2 separate regions of the Mus musculus genome follow, and region 1 is linked to region 2. Evidence: chromatin contacts called from public promoter capture Hi-C data. All regions are on one chromosome and are shown on one strand. The core of a region is the stretch at or near the end of the contact, and the rest is flanking DNA. Distances in the headings are between cores, read along the strand shown.

Region 1 (6,079 bases), core at 2,943-5,442, 690 kb after region 2:
CAGGATGTGCTTGCGTGCCTTGAGCTAGACACTGGATTTTTTTCACAGGCTGCAACCCTGTGGTGCATGGTGACTTCTGGATGCCCACACCCTTCTTCATTATCTCAACCCACTGACCTCTGACTTATATTCTCAGCCTCCCACTTCACCTGTTACACAGCTAGCTCTGTGATAGAGGACCTGGGTCCATTTTGCCCTCTACTAAGAAAAATGTACACTAGCTACTTCAAGTGTTAGAGCGAATGAGCGACTCAACACTCATATCTTCTGCAGCCTGTTTGAAGTCTGGTGTGGCTGAAACTGAAGCCAGAAGTTGACAAACTCAGGGAGACAGACAGGCTGTGGATGAGAGAACAGGAAGAGGGTGAGTTTTTTGGCTTTTTGTTTTGTTTTTTTCTAAAGGTGTTGGGTAGTTGGCTCTGGGTGAACATGCATCACAATGGAAACCTATAGCCCAGCCAGAGACATCAAGCCAGGAGGCTTTGTGGTCTGAGGGGGTGGAAGCTGTCTGAGCATCCTTTTTGCTTCAGGCCAGAGTAACCCCAGGCCTTTAGGTTGCCATGGCAACCCAAGTCGGCTGCACTCTCCCTTACACTTCCTGCCTACCCACTCTGAGAGCTCTATCTCGTCAATTAGTGATCCAATAATGTATGACAACAGTCATCCAAGCACACACAGAAACCTCCTGAAAGCAAACAGACTTCTGGGTGCTGCATAGATGCTCACTACATTTGACCTAGGGCAGGCCTCCTGCTAAATTCTCTTTTCCCAAATCCAAATTACTCTTTCTTTAGCTTCTTCCTCTTGGTTTTGAAGTCATGAGGTTGCCAGAGGTGGGGGCTAATGCCTTAGAGATATCCTGAGAAATGGATGCTGGGAGAACTATCACCTAGGATGCTTTCTCCCTTATCTCTGACTGGGGACCAGAGATGCTCAATCTAATAACGTCTTTGGCATGGAAAAGCACATCACTGCTGGTCCTCACCCTTCATCTTTGCCCAGGATGAACTAACGCATGGCATTCAAAGGGAAGGAAAGGGGGGGGGGGGGTGCTGGAAATTTGATTCGGTTGGTAGAAAGCATGCCTAGCGCATGCAAAGCCCTGGGTTCAGTACTTAGCACTTCATAAAACCAGGCATGGTGTCATGTACCCGTAATCCCAGTGCTGGGAAGATAAGACAAGAGGAGCAGAAGCCCGAGGTTATCCTCAATCACACAGCTAGTTTGAGGCTAGCCTGGGCTACATTAGACTGTGAAAAGGCAGAGGGGAGGGGGTAGGGAAGAAGTAGGAAATGGGAAGGGAAGGGGAGAAGGAAGAAAAGGGAAGGGAAGGAAAAGGAAAGGAAGGGGAGAGGAGGGGAGACATCCACATTGTGATGATTCTAAGATGTCTGCAATCTATCCCATATTTGTCTTGCAGGGAGTAGAAGGCCCTCCTCCCAGGTCCTGGTGGGCTCTGTGATAGCCTGACCAGTAGAATTAAGTGGAAACAGTATTGTTCCAGCTTCCGAGTGCAGCCTGAAGGAATGGACAGCTCCCACTCCTTATCTCTGCAGAGAGTTGCTGTTGCAATTTAGGTGCTAAACTGGAGGGCACTCGCCAACCAAGACAAGAAGTTACAGCCCCGGGTGAACTTCCAATTGACAGCTGGGACAAGACTCCTGCTATATAAGTGTGTGATCCAATGACAGATGGGCCATCTGTCTGATTCACAAGCAGAGAGCACCCATGGCTCTAAACTAAGCCCTTCCTAACAGTCTTTTTGAGCAACATAAACAAGTGTTCTGAGCCTTATTTGTTGTTGGTTGTTTGTTTGCTTGCTTGTCTTGTTTATTTAGAGACATATAATACTTTCTATCAGTTCTTTGAGAATTTAACACAAGTTACTCTGATCACATTCACCTCCATTTTCCCCTTCCCCAACTCCTTCCAGATCCATCTCCACCTACCTATCTCTCCTCCAGGTTCCTGCCCTCATTTCTCTGTGCCCTATTGAATGCAATTTGTGCTGTCTTATTGAAGCTGCCCTTTACTCCTGTGTCTTCCAGCATTAGCTGCAGGGACTACTATACTGTCAACTGATGAAGGATTTGAATTCAACCTTCTTCAATCTTGCTATCCCCTATCAACAGTTATTCTGATTCTTCGGCCACCCAGAGGTATACATTTTAACTCTTCCGGGATTTGGATTTATTCCACACGTTGTTGCTTACTCCCCAGGGAAAAAAAGGAGCCATTCAGATCTATAGGAATAGTATGAGCCCCACTTCTATGTGTGGATCAGAGTTGACCTATCACGCATGGGTCACCCCCTTAAAGAAGACTGAGTCTTCCTCCCACAGAAGCCATCAACTGCTCCTAGCTGGAGCTCACACATTTAAAGTGGTTTGCTCTGCCACAGTGGCTAGTGGGAACATTAGTATTCTTATCTCCCAAAACACTTTAGGGTCTACCATGTACTGGACTCATTTGCAGGGTTATTTAATTTTATTTATTTTTATTCACTCTATCAAGTAAGTATTGTCATCTCTATTTCCCTGCAATATATGAAGGTTCAGAGAGGGAAAGTACATTGGCTGGGGTCCACCAGCTGAAACAGGAATTTGGATGCTAAGCCCCTGGAGATCTCAGCTTAACAGTCCTTCTGACTCTAGTCCCTGTCCGATAAATCTCTTCCTTTTGTGTGCCTTTCAACAAGAAGCTGCAGCAGAGAGAGGGTGGGGAGGGGAATTCTCAGAGTTGGCATCTATGTGGAGGTGCAAGCTTTGCCTGTGTGTGGTCTCATCGCTACACTAGAGAGTGAGCTCTAGAGGCAAGTCTCTTTTCTTAGAAGGGTCAACTGAAGTTTGAAAGGAGGGCATTCGGACCAGCAATGCACATGGCGTGCATGTAGCCCCCTGGGGAGTAGAAAGGAGAGAAAGGGTGAAGAAACAAATTTAAAAAAAAAAAGAGGAAGAGGAGCCCCAAACTCTAATGAACAGAAGTGGCTTTAAATGAGCCATGAAGTTCTGGAACTGGCCAGGGAACTGAAAGAGGTCCCTATACAGCCGGCCCAGCCCACTGAGCTCAGGAAATTCCCCTCTCCCTCTGGGTTGAGAGGTGGAGATGCAGGCAGGGGGCCAAAAGAATGAAGCAGGTCGTAGCCTTGACTATATGATTTGTGTCAGATGGGAGGGCAAGCGACTGCCACATGCCACCTCATTAAACTCTAGGGTTGATTCATCTACCCACAGGTATCCTTCCCAACCCCCTCACAGCAAGACATGCCCAAGGCCTCTGGCACATTGGCACCAAACCAGTGCTGAACCCCAGAAGGCTTGCTGCCTTAGCGCCTGTCACGCTTTCGTCCACCTGTTCCTTCATCCAGACCTGGGACACAGCTTTTTCTCCCGGACATTTGATTCCCAGAGGGGATTTAAGCGTTCAGACCAGCAAGTGTTATTATTGCTCCTGCTGACTGGCAGTGGGCCAGCTCCACCCAACCTCCCCTCCCCGCCCTACCCCCCAGAGCAGAAGGTAAGGACATGAGAATTGTTTGGGTCTCAGCGTTTGAGCTCTGAGCCTGTTGGAAGAAGGGCCACGAAGACTCGAGTGTGAATAGAAAAGGACCCCAATGCAATCTTTAGATCACCAGAACTGGGTAAATGAAGGGTTAGAGGTCTCATACTTTTTTTTGAGGGTGAAGAAATTACCAGGTGGCCACGGAGCCAGCCGCGGGGGCGGCTGCTAAACCCAGTGGCGACCACATAAAGAGACACTGGACCCAGGAGAGGGACCCGGGGCGCTGGCGCTCCAGGGCAGACATTCCCTGCTGACTTCGGTCACAGTCAATTCTGCGGGTTCACCGCACGCATACGGTGGTGTTTGGGGGTGTGCCCGCCTCTTGTGCCGCCGCTCCCGCATCCTTTGCTGGCCGGCCCGGAGCGCAAGCACACCCGACCCTGCGCTCCGGAGCAGGACTCAGAACCCAGCAGACCTCGCTTCTCCCGACCCTGGTAAGCCAGCGACCAGTAACCATGGCAAAAGGAAGGAGCCTGGCTCGCGGGAACACATACCTGTGCAGCGACAGTCTGGGACGCGGGCCTGATGTCCTCTGGTGCAGTGCGTGCGCCTCCTGGAAAGGCTGGGGACTCCTGCAAGGCACGCAGGTCCCTTTCTCCTAGCCACTCTGGGCCACGTTGTGCGAGATTCCTCCCGCTCCCAACCCTAGTCAGGCACAGCCAGACCTGTCGGTCCACGCCCTGCAGCTCACACTGACCGCAAGCCACAGATGAGGCGCCTGCTAGAAGGGCCGAGGTGGCCTGAGCGCTCGCCGGTCCCGGAGGTGCAGCACCCCCATCCCCCTCCCTGCTAGCATCCTGACCTAGAGACTGGCTCTGCGGAAGAAGCCAAGCTGCTGAAGCACTAGGGGACTTCTTCAGCCACAGGCGCTCCCAGGGACGCTGAAACCCAACGTGGGAAGCTGGGAGGAAGGTAGAGAGCCTTTCTGCGTTCATCTTCGGTCTCTAACGTATCCACTCATTAAATGAGGTGGGTGTCACAGTTCTGGGCCTTTCTCTACCTGCTGGAAGCTTGGGGCTTAGCCTCTGGATCCCAGACCCTGTCCCAGAGCCAGCGGGTATAGTCAAGGACATAATGAATGACCTTCTCTGGTTTTATGGAAACATCAAGGAAAACTTACTGTCCTCTGCCCTACATACTGCCCTAAACACTAATAGCAAATAGTCACAGTTTGCCTTGTTATACGCACCTAAACGTGTTGATTTGATTAACTCTACGAGGCAAGTGCTACTATTTTTCCCATTTATAATGGAGAGAAATTGAGGCACGAGAGGACAAATAGCTTGCCCGAGGCCACCCACTTACTTAATGAAGCCTTTGAGATTCAAATCTACATCCCACCCTATGCCACCTTGTATCTAGGTCTCTCACAAGTGCATACCTGGGCTCCTGTGGGTCTTACCCCCACCCCCACCCCCCGCCCCCCACCCCCCACCCCCAAGACCCTTTGCCTCTGCCTCTCATTTTCTGAACTTTCCCAGTTTGGGCTGGTGACTTCACTGATACACTTCCCAGAGGTCTTCACACTGCCTGGTAGGATTGCTGGCATGCAGTTGCCTGTCTGCGAGACCCATGCTTGAATCTATGAAATAAATGTCTGAACCGGTTGGTGGGGGGTCTGCAAAGCTCAAGTCTGAGACAGGGAGACAGGGTAGAGATGGAGTGCAAACCGAGGTGTAGACTAGAGAGGGACAGAGTAGATCTATGTCAGTGGCTGCCAAGCCCTTTGGGTAGCTCAGGGTGCTAGGATGTAGTCTTTAGGTCAGTAGTTCTCAACCTTCCTAATGCTGTGACCTACCCCCCAATCATAAAATTATTTTCATTGATACTTCATGACTGTAATTTTGCGACTGTACGAATCATAATGTAAATATCTGTGTTTTCCCCAATGGTCTGAGATGACCCCTGTGAAAAGGTCACTCAATCCTATAGGGGTGGAGACACACAGGCTGAGAACTACTGCTCTAGGTGGGACTTTTCACAGAAGGCAGAAGGTACAAGAGCAGCCAAAATAGCGGGGGTGGGGTGGGGGGTGTTTCTCTTCTGGTGCTGACAGAGACTGGCTCAGCCTGCTCTCTGGTTCCCATTGTGAAGTCCCTCCTTTTTGAAAAATGTTCACAAATGGAATTTTCCAGAATAAACTATCTGTGCCTGAAAATGTTCATCGTTGTTTTTTTTTTTTCCTAATTTGTATTCGTATGTGTGAGTGTAGTGAACGTTGTAAATCTTGTGTGTGGTGTGCATACATGCATGTACTTCTGTGTGTGGAGGGCACCCCGCCTGGTTTTTTGAGACAAGGTCTTTCCCTGAGTTCAAAGCTCACCACCTTCTAGACTGGTTGGCTAGAGAGCCCCAGGGATTACCTACATGTCTGTCACCTCCCCACCCACACACACACACCACTTCACCTCCACCTCCCCACACCACCCCCCCTCCCCGATTCCTCCACCCCTGCCTTTCTTTTTGTTTAAATTGTCATTCTGAATATAGCTAAGAGTTCGGGTTAGAAAGCCAGAGC
Region 2 (6,634 bases), core at 4,101-6,600:
ACCTGTTGGCTGGTTAGAGTTGGCCTGAGTGTCTGACTCCTGTAAGGGGCAGTATTGGCCTGGCTGAGGTGAGGTCCAGCAGAGAGAAACACTGAATTGACTGTCCCCATCTTTGTTCTGTTTGGTGTCTGTCTGCTTTTGAAAAACCGTCTGCGTTCTGTATTTGATAACTGGTGGGGTCTGGGGATGGGGGAGGGTTGGGGTACAGAGTTGGCATTACTCTGGGAGGAAGAAGAGTAAGTTCATTCAGAGAGATTGTCCTCTTAAAACCGCCATCCCCCAGTGCCTTGTAACGTCATTGCTTGTTCACAGGATGGGAATGGTTACATCAGTGCGGCAGAACTGCGCCACGTCATGACAAACTTAGGAGAAAAGCTAACAGATGAAGAAGTAGATGAAATGATCAGAGAAGCAGATATTGATGGCGACGGACAAGTCAACTATGAAGGTAAAGGCTAAGTGTAGTCTTCAGCCTGGTTTTCAGTAGCCCTGAGGTCTGTTACATCAGGTCAGCGCCTGCTGTGGATGGTCACCAGTTGTGCTGTACACAGTAGATGTGTTGGCCACAGCTGCTTTTGAAGATACTGAAATGTTATGATTATTTGTCTTTTCAGAATTCGTACAGATGATGACTGCAAAATGAAGACCTACTTTCAACTACTTTTCCCCCTCTAGAAGAATCAAATTGAAATCTTTTACTTACCTCTTACAAAAAAAAGAAAAAAAAAGAAAAAGTTCATTTCTTCATTCTGTTTGTATCTAGCGAAGCTGAATGTCAGAAGCCCCTCTGTCCACACACAAAGTCTGCATGTATTGGTCGGTGGTCCTGCCCCTAAAGTCAAGCCCCTACATCAGTTTTACAGTATAAATACTCGTACTACCTTATAAGGAAGCACTTAGTGGACTCCTTAAAGTTCCATTTGCTAATGATTAATACACTGTTTGGGCTGGCCAGTTTCTCATGCATGCAGCTTGATGATTGAGCACAGTCAGGCATTTGTATTAAAACTGAAAAATGGAAAAAACAAATTCAAAATCTCAGATGGCTTCTAGTTCAATCTGTTCAGATAAATTGTCAGCAGCCAGTTTACTGCAAGCAAACATTTAAAATTGGTTTACCTCAGGATGATTGATGTGCAGAGAATGGGGGAAGGCTAAACTCTGAGACACAGCCCCAGAAGTAGGACAGTCCTCATCAAGTGCCCCAGTCCCATGGTGACAGTGACACCCTGGTGGCGAGCCCGAGTGTGATGGTTCATTGCTGTGCGCATTGCATTGGAGTGACTGAACAACAAGGCTGTCACCAAATCCCACACATTTTATTAAGAAATGTTTCCTAAGGGAGCATTTTTGGACTGTGTTTTAAAACCTAGTGAACCATGACTCGGAGCCAGCAGAGTAGGCTGTGTCTGTGGACTTGAGCACACCATCAACATTGCTGTTCAGGAAATGATAATTTACGTCCATTCCAAGTTGTAAATGCTAGTCTTTTATTTTTTTTTTTCCAATAAAAAGACCATTAACTTAAAAGTGGTGTTAAATGCTTTGTAAAGCTGAGATTGGAAGGGGGACAAGGCCAAGGCCGCTGGAGGGGAGGTCAGCATACACAGAGACACGCAACATCCAGTGCAAGCTGGATTTCCCACCAGGTTCTCTAGCCACAACTCCTGAAACCAGACAGACTCGGAGTTCTTTGCCGTCTATGACCACGTAAGTCTTGTTATTTTCTGTGTTGTGTGCACATGCGCAGATCACAGTCAGGTGATGTTCAGACTAGAGCCCTGGTGAGAGAAGGCGTCTCCAGCGTACAGTTAGGATGTCTTGGCTGTGCTGCTGCTGACCTGTTGTAACTACATGAGGCCATCTGTGCGGGAGACATGATTTAGTGTGTCTGTATTCCTATACTCACTGTGTATGGCAAAAGCAGGCCAGACAAAGACACTACCTTTGATTCAGTTTGTAATTTATGGTTATACTTATCTTTAGCCGCTATACTTCTTTATTATTATTATTTAACTGCCTTTTCTCCCCGTTAAGTACAGTTAGTGCATAACACTGTAGCTTGAGAGCAAAGAAACGAAACAATATCCCAGAATGAATTTCCTGTCTAATTACAAACCTGTAACCAAAACGTAGACCTGCTGGTACTGGTCCCTTCCAAGGCACTGGTCTACTTAAAAAGCCCCCCTTAGAAGTGTGTTGCATTTAAAAAACAAGGGCCTTATACATTTTTCAGGGTGTTAACTGGTTGTATCTGACTAGCAAGGAGCTTTGGCTTCCAAGTTCGGGGGTGTCGGAGCTGCAGGCTTCTAGCAAGGCAATGAGAAGCCCTTGGCAACCACGTGGGTGCACTCGGGGCTAACCTCTAGATCCCTGGTTGCTCCCTCTCCTGCTCCCTGTCTTTCTGGCGTTTTGTAGCTCCTTAGATTTTTTTTTTTTTTTTTTCTGCCAGAGGGATGGGTCCGAGCAGTAGAGAGGAAGACATTGCCTGAGCACCTCTGCTCATCCTTGGACTGGGTGGTTGGCACAGGCTGATGACTTTGACTTTGGTATCTGAATCGTTAGGTATTCCCTCCTGGTAGAGAGGACTGGGGGAGGGGGGGTTCCAGGTGTGAAGAAGTGAATGGCAGTGGATATGTCTTGTAAGAGGATTAAATCACCCAGTTGATGACCCGGTCTCAGGCTTGTCTGTAACCTCTTGGTGATTTCAAAGGGGTTTGGAGGTGACTTTTTAAAAAATTGCCTCCTATCTTTTACCAAGTCTGTAGAAGCTGGGTAGATGATGCTTTAACAGCCCATAGCCTGTCCTAAAAGCTTACCTCCAAAACAGGATTCTTGTGTAACTAGGAATCCTGCATGAGAACCAGAAACCCTAACCTCCGAGGAATGTGAAGCTGGGGTTTGGAACTGTAGGAGGCAGAGTCGTCCCCCCCCCCCCCACTTCAGCCTTCTGGCATCCTGGGGCACAGGCAGCCCAGGGCTTGGTGTTGGCAGTTTGAGTTCGTGAGATAGAAAGAGTGGGGTGTCAAGGCAGTACCCCTGAGGTCAGATAACACTTTCCTGTAAACTGTCCCTCACTTATAACTACTCTATAAATATATACATATATTTATATAAATATATATATATAAAGTGACTAGTTAACTGGCATCCTGCTTTAGCCTGAGACTTGCCCTAAGAAACTGCTGAGCCCTTGGCACACCTCTACATAGTGTGTTTTCTGTCTGTTGGGGGGAGCTGTTGAACAAGGCAAACATCTTGATAGTTCAGATGGGCTTTAATGTACTGTTGCCAGGGAAGGCTTTTTCTGATTTTTTGACAAATTTTTGCACACTTTAATTGGTGTCTTTGAGCAACTTAAACACATTGAAGATGAGCTATTGTACATATTTTTATATTCTCTTTATAAGTGCATGTCCAACTTGTAACTATATTGTAAGGAATGGCTGCCCGGTAGGCCTAGTGTTATGTCACACAAGAGGAATAGCATCTATCATTCGCCCCTCAGCATCCTGGGAACTTCTTCTTGAATGAAGACTGTAAATTTGGTCAAGTCAACTCTTAGTTCAGTTATCTTAATCATTTGAATGATTTATTGTGTGTCCTATGTGTATTTCTCTTTGGCAGCGACCAGAGTTACACTGATGTGTCCCAACTGACCCACTCAGCTGGCGGTCACCTACTTAATTTTTTTCAATACCCCTTGAAGTTGTCCGGTAGAAGTCAGATTATTTGCCATCTATCCCTTTGAGTAAGAAATCAGGGATGTGTGCTCCTCCCCTATATCGACGATGTTCATTAAAACACCTATAGCAAGGATGGTGGTGGTCCTTCTGTTACCGAAGTCACCCTTCACTGTGGCTGTTTGACAAAGAGTTGTACTTGGACGTTGTGTAAATCTTGAGATAAACTGTTTTGGAGATTTAACCACCTCTCTGACGGGGGACCAACTCTATGGAAATTGTAAATAAGTTTTATTTATAAACCTGGCACTGTATTCAATAAACATTTCTGCAGCCTTTCATCTCTTAACTGTGAACTGTGTAGGTTTTTAGCTCTTATAGCTTCCAGTTCCCTTTGCGGTATACGAGACAAACCTTCCTGCCCTCAAGTAGAATCCCCAGGACCTATCTATCTAGCAGGTGAGAGTGTGGAGCTGGAGATAGCAGGGGCAACAGAGGGCCTATGTAGTCTATTCTAGCATTAAGTAGTTTGGAGGTTACCCAATCTCCAATACCACCTTGACTTTGAGAAATGTATTTTTAAGCTGGCTGTGGTAAAGCAGAGACAAATGGATCTCTTGAGTTTAAGGCCAGCTGGTCTTACTGGAGTTCCAAGTCAGCTAAGGCTGCATATGGAAACTCAGAACAAACAAACATAAAAAGAAACTAAAGAAATGGACATTTCAGGTGGCAGGATGGAGGTGTAGTTCAGTTGGTAGAGTTCTTGTTCACCATACACGAAGCCTAGGTGTTACACTTGGCACCGGACATCCTAAGCTGGATGTGATGACGCACGTGTGTAAGCTCGACACTCTGAACGTTGGAGAGGTAGAGGTAGGAGGACTAGAAATTCAAGAACATCTGCAGCGACACAGTTCCTGTACTTACTGTACCTTCAGAGAGATTTTATCCAAACCCCCTCTTCCCCTTGTTAACTTTCCTATTCTTGCAGAATGCAGGGAGGACTAGAAGGGGGAGGGGTGTTGGGGATCAGAATGAGCCCCTACTTGGCTAGAAGAAAGCTGTATCCTTAGAGGCCCTCTCGTGCACACAAACTACAGCAGAGGTCCACCTGGGATTTTAGGGCTGTGCTCAGATTTGTCCCTGGGTAGCGTCGGGCAGGTTCCCTACCGTCTTGGCCTGAAAATAAGATTAGACCAGAACCCGTGTCTGTGGCTTTCAGGGATTCTGCCCAAAGCTGGTTTGGCATCATTGCTTGGTGTCTAAATCAATCGAAATTGAAGCCTAAAGAATAAGAAGTCCCATAGGAATTGCTGTGTCCTTTGAAATGACAATGGGACTTCAGCATTCTCAGTAGCTCCATCTGGGTGGGTAGAATGGAGGGTAAGCTTACCGTTAGGACTATGAAAGGTTGGGAAAGTGGAGAAGAGACTTCCATTCTCCCAGAACAGAACCGGGGCCACCACTGAGCCTGTAAGAGGCTGGGTCCAACTGACCCTGCATTTGGTTTGTCAGTGGCTCTAGCAGGGAAACAACAAAAAACCCAAGCACATACACATGACCGATCTGAAGAGAACTGTCTTGGGCACCCAGTGACTCAGGATGTCTTAGAAGGGGAGAAAGCAAAGCTTTTTATAGTTGCTGCTTTCCTTTGACTGCCCTCCACTCACTGCCTGGCAGAGTGGGGAGAGCCAGCTCATGCGGCAGAGCCACACCCCAAAACTGAACTGCATAGTTCCGAGGCTGGTTTGGCCAGTTTCCCAATCTTGACAGTCTGAACTTGGGGCTGCGGGTGGGAGGAGGCCAGTCCCCCTCATAAGCATGGCTCGCTGTATGTGTCAGCAGCCTTTGGGCTGAGTGTGAATTGACTCTTTCCCAGAGTATCTCAGCATCTTAACATTTTATCACCAGGCTTACAAGGACCAAAGAGAAAACCTCGTCTCCTTTGATGACCCTTAACAGTTTTATTTATATCTGTGTGTTTGTATATGCACGTGCACATGCATATGCATGATTTTGTGTGTGTGTGTGTGTGTGTGTGTGTGTGTGTGTGTGTGTGTAGATGCACATGCATACAGTGCATACAAGTAGAGATCAGAGGACAATCTATGGGGTTGGTTTTCTCTTTCTCTGTGTGAGCTCCAGGTTTGGAAACTTTGCCAAGCTTCCCCAGCAAGTACCTTTATCAGTTTAGCCATCTCACAGCCCCTCCCCCTGCCCCCATGAGTTCTCAAGGATTTTATTAGAATGTAATCTGTCTGGGTTTTGTAGAAACATGCAGAGTTTGACTTTAAACTAATATTCTTTCCCTTTATAAGTTTTAGTATACTCATTAAACTGCAATATTTCTCTGTAGTTACTCATTTAGTAATAAGTCAGATTGATTATTATTATTATTAAAAGGAATTGGGGGAAATATATAGCATGGTGGAACACATGCTTGACTTGTATGAGGAGGCCCTGTAAAGGATCCACACTGTATTGTGACACGGTGGCACGTGTCAGCAATGGCCGCACACAGAAGGCAGAGGCAGGAAGCTCAGGAGTTGCAAGCCACACATATAGTTTGAGGACAGCCTGGGCTACAGTGGAACCTGTTGGAACACAAAACAATGACCAGTGCGACTGCAGGAGAAATACCTGTTAAGAACACACATTGCTCTTGCCAAGGACCTGAGTTTGGTTCTCAACACCCACATCAGCACAGCTGTGGGGACCCAGTGTGTCTGCACATGGATGCACATACCCACTGAAAGGAAAAGTCTCTGCTCAGGATGCCCAAGACCAAGTTCTCAGCTCAAAGGAGATGTATTTGCCCCAGAGAGGCAAAGGGTAGGGAATAAGAGACAAGGACAGGAGATAGAAGAAATCAAGGAAGAAGGGGAAGGAAACAAGGGAGAGAGGCAGGGAACAGACAAAGAACTGCCTTTGGGTAGAGAGGAGATTACCAT

What was found. Promoter capture Hi-C pulls out the DNA fragments that hold promoters and counts their contacts.
Region 1: a promoter capture Hi-C map of neural stem cells shows a contact between it and region 2. The contact joins the promoter of Gpr68 here to the enhancer-like site in region 2. A contact is called at or near these places in 2 of 39 promoter capture datasets (cranial neural crest and neural stem cells), 2 of 115 datasets of contacts at active chromatin or transcription factors (effector CD8 T cells and large pre-B cells) and 1 of 9 other capture datasets (embryonic stem cells).

The regions. Positions count from the first base shown.
Region 1 is chr12:100,895,188-100,901,266 of GRCm38.p6, forward strand. Gpr68 (G protein-coupled receptor 68) reads right to left here and starts at 4,193. Exons shown (of 3, transcript NM_001177674.2): 1 at 4,056-4,193. Gm36572 (a long non-coding RNA gene) reads left to right here. Exons shown (of 5, transcript XR_381840.4): 1 at 1-364; 2 at 1,421-2,159; 3 at 3,234-4,530.
Region 2 is chr12:100,205,786-100,212,419 of GRCm38.p6, forward strand. Calm1 (calmodulin 1) reads left to right here. Exons shown (of 6, transcript NM_009790.5): 5 at 313-448; 6 at 615-4,039. The coding sequence ends at 643. Among named protein-coding and RNA genes, the nearest start is that of Calm1, 9.7 kb to the left of the region's middle. Within about 2 kb of position 5,351, at least 129 of the 459 cell types and tissues checked have an H3K27ac peak or open chromatin away from gene starts, as enhancers often do. A contact at or near this core is called in neural stem cells, where this site is marked.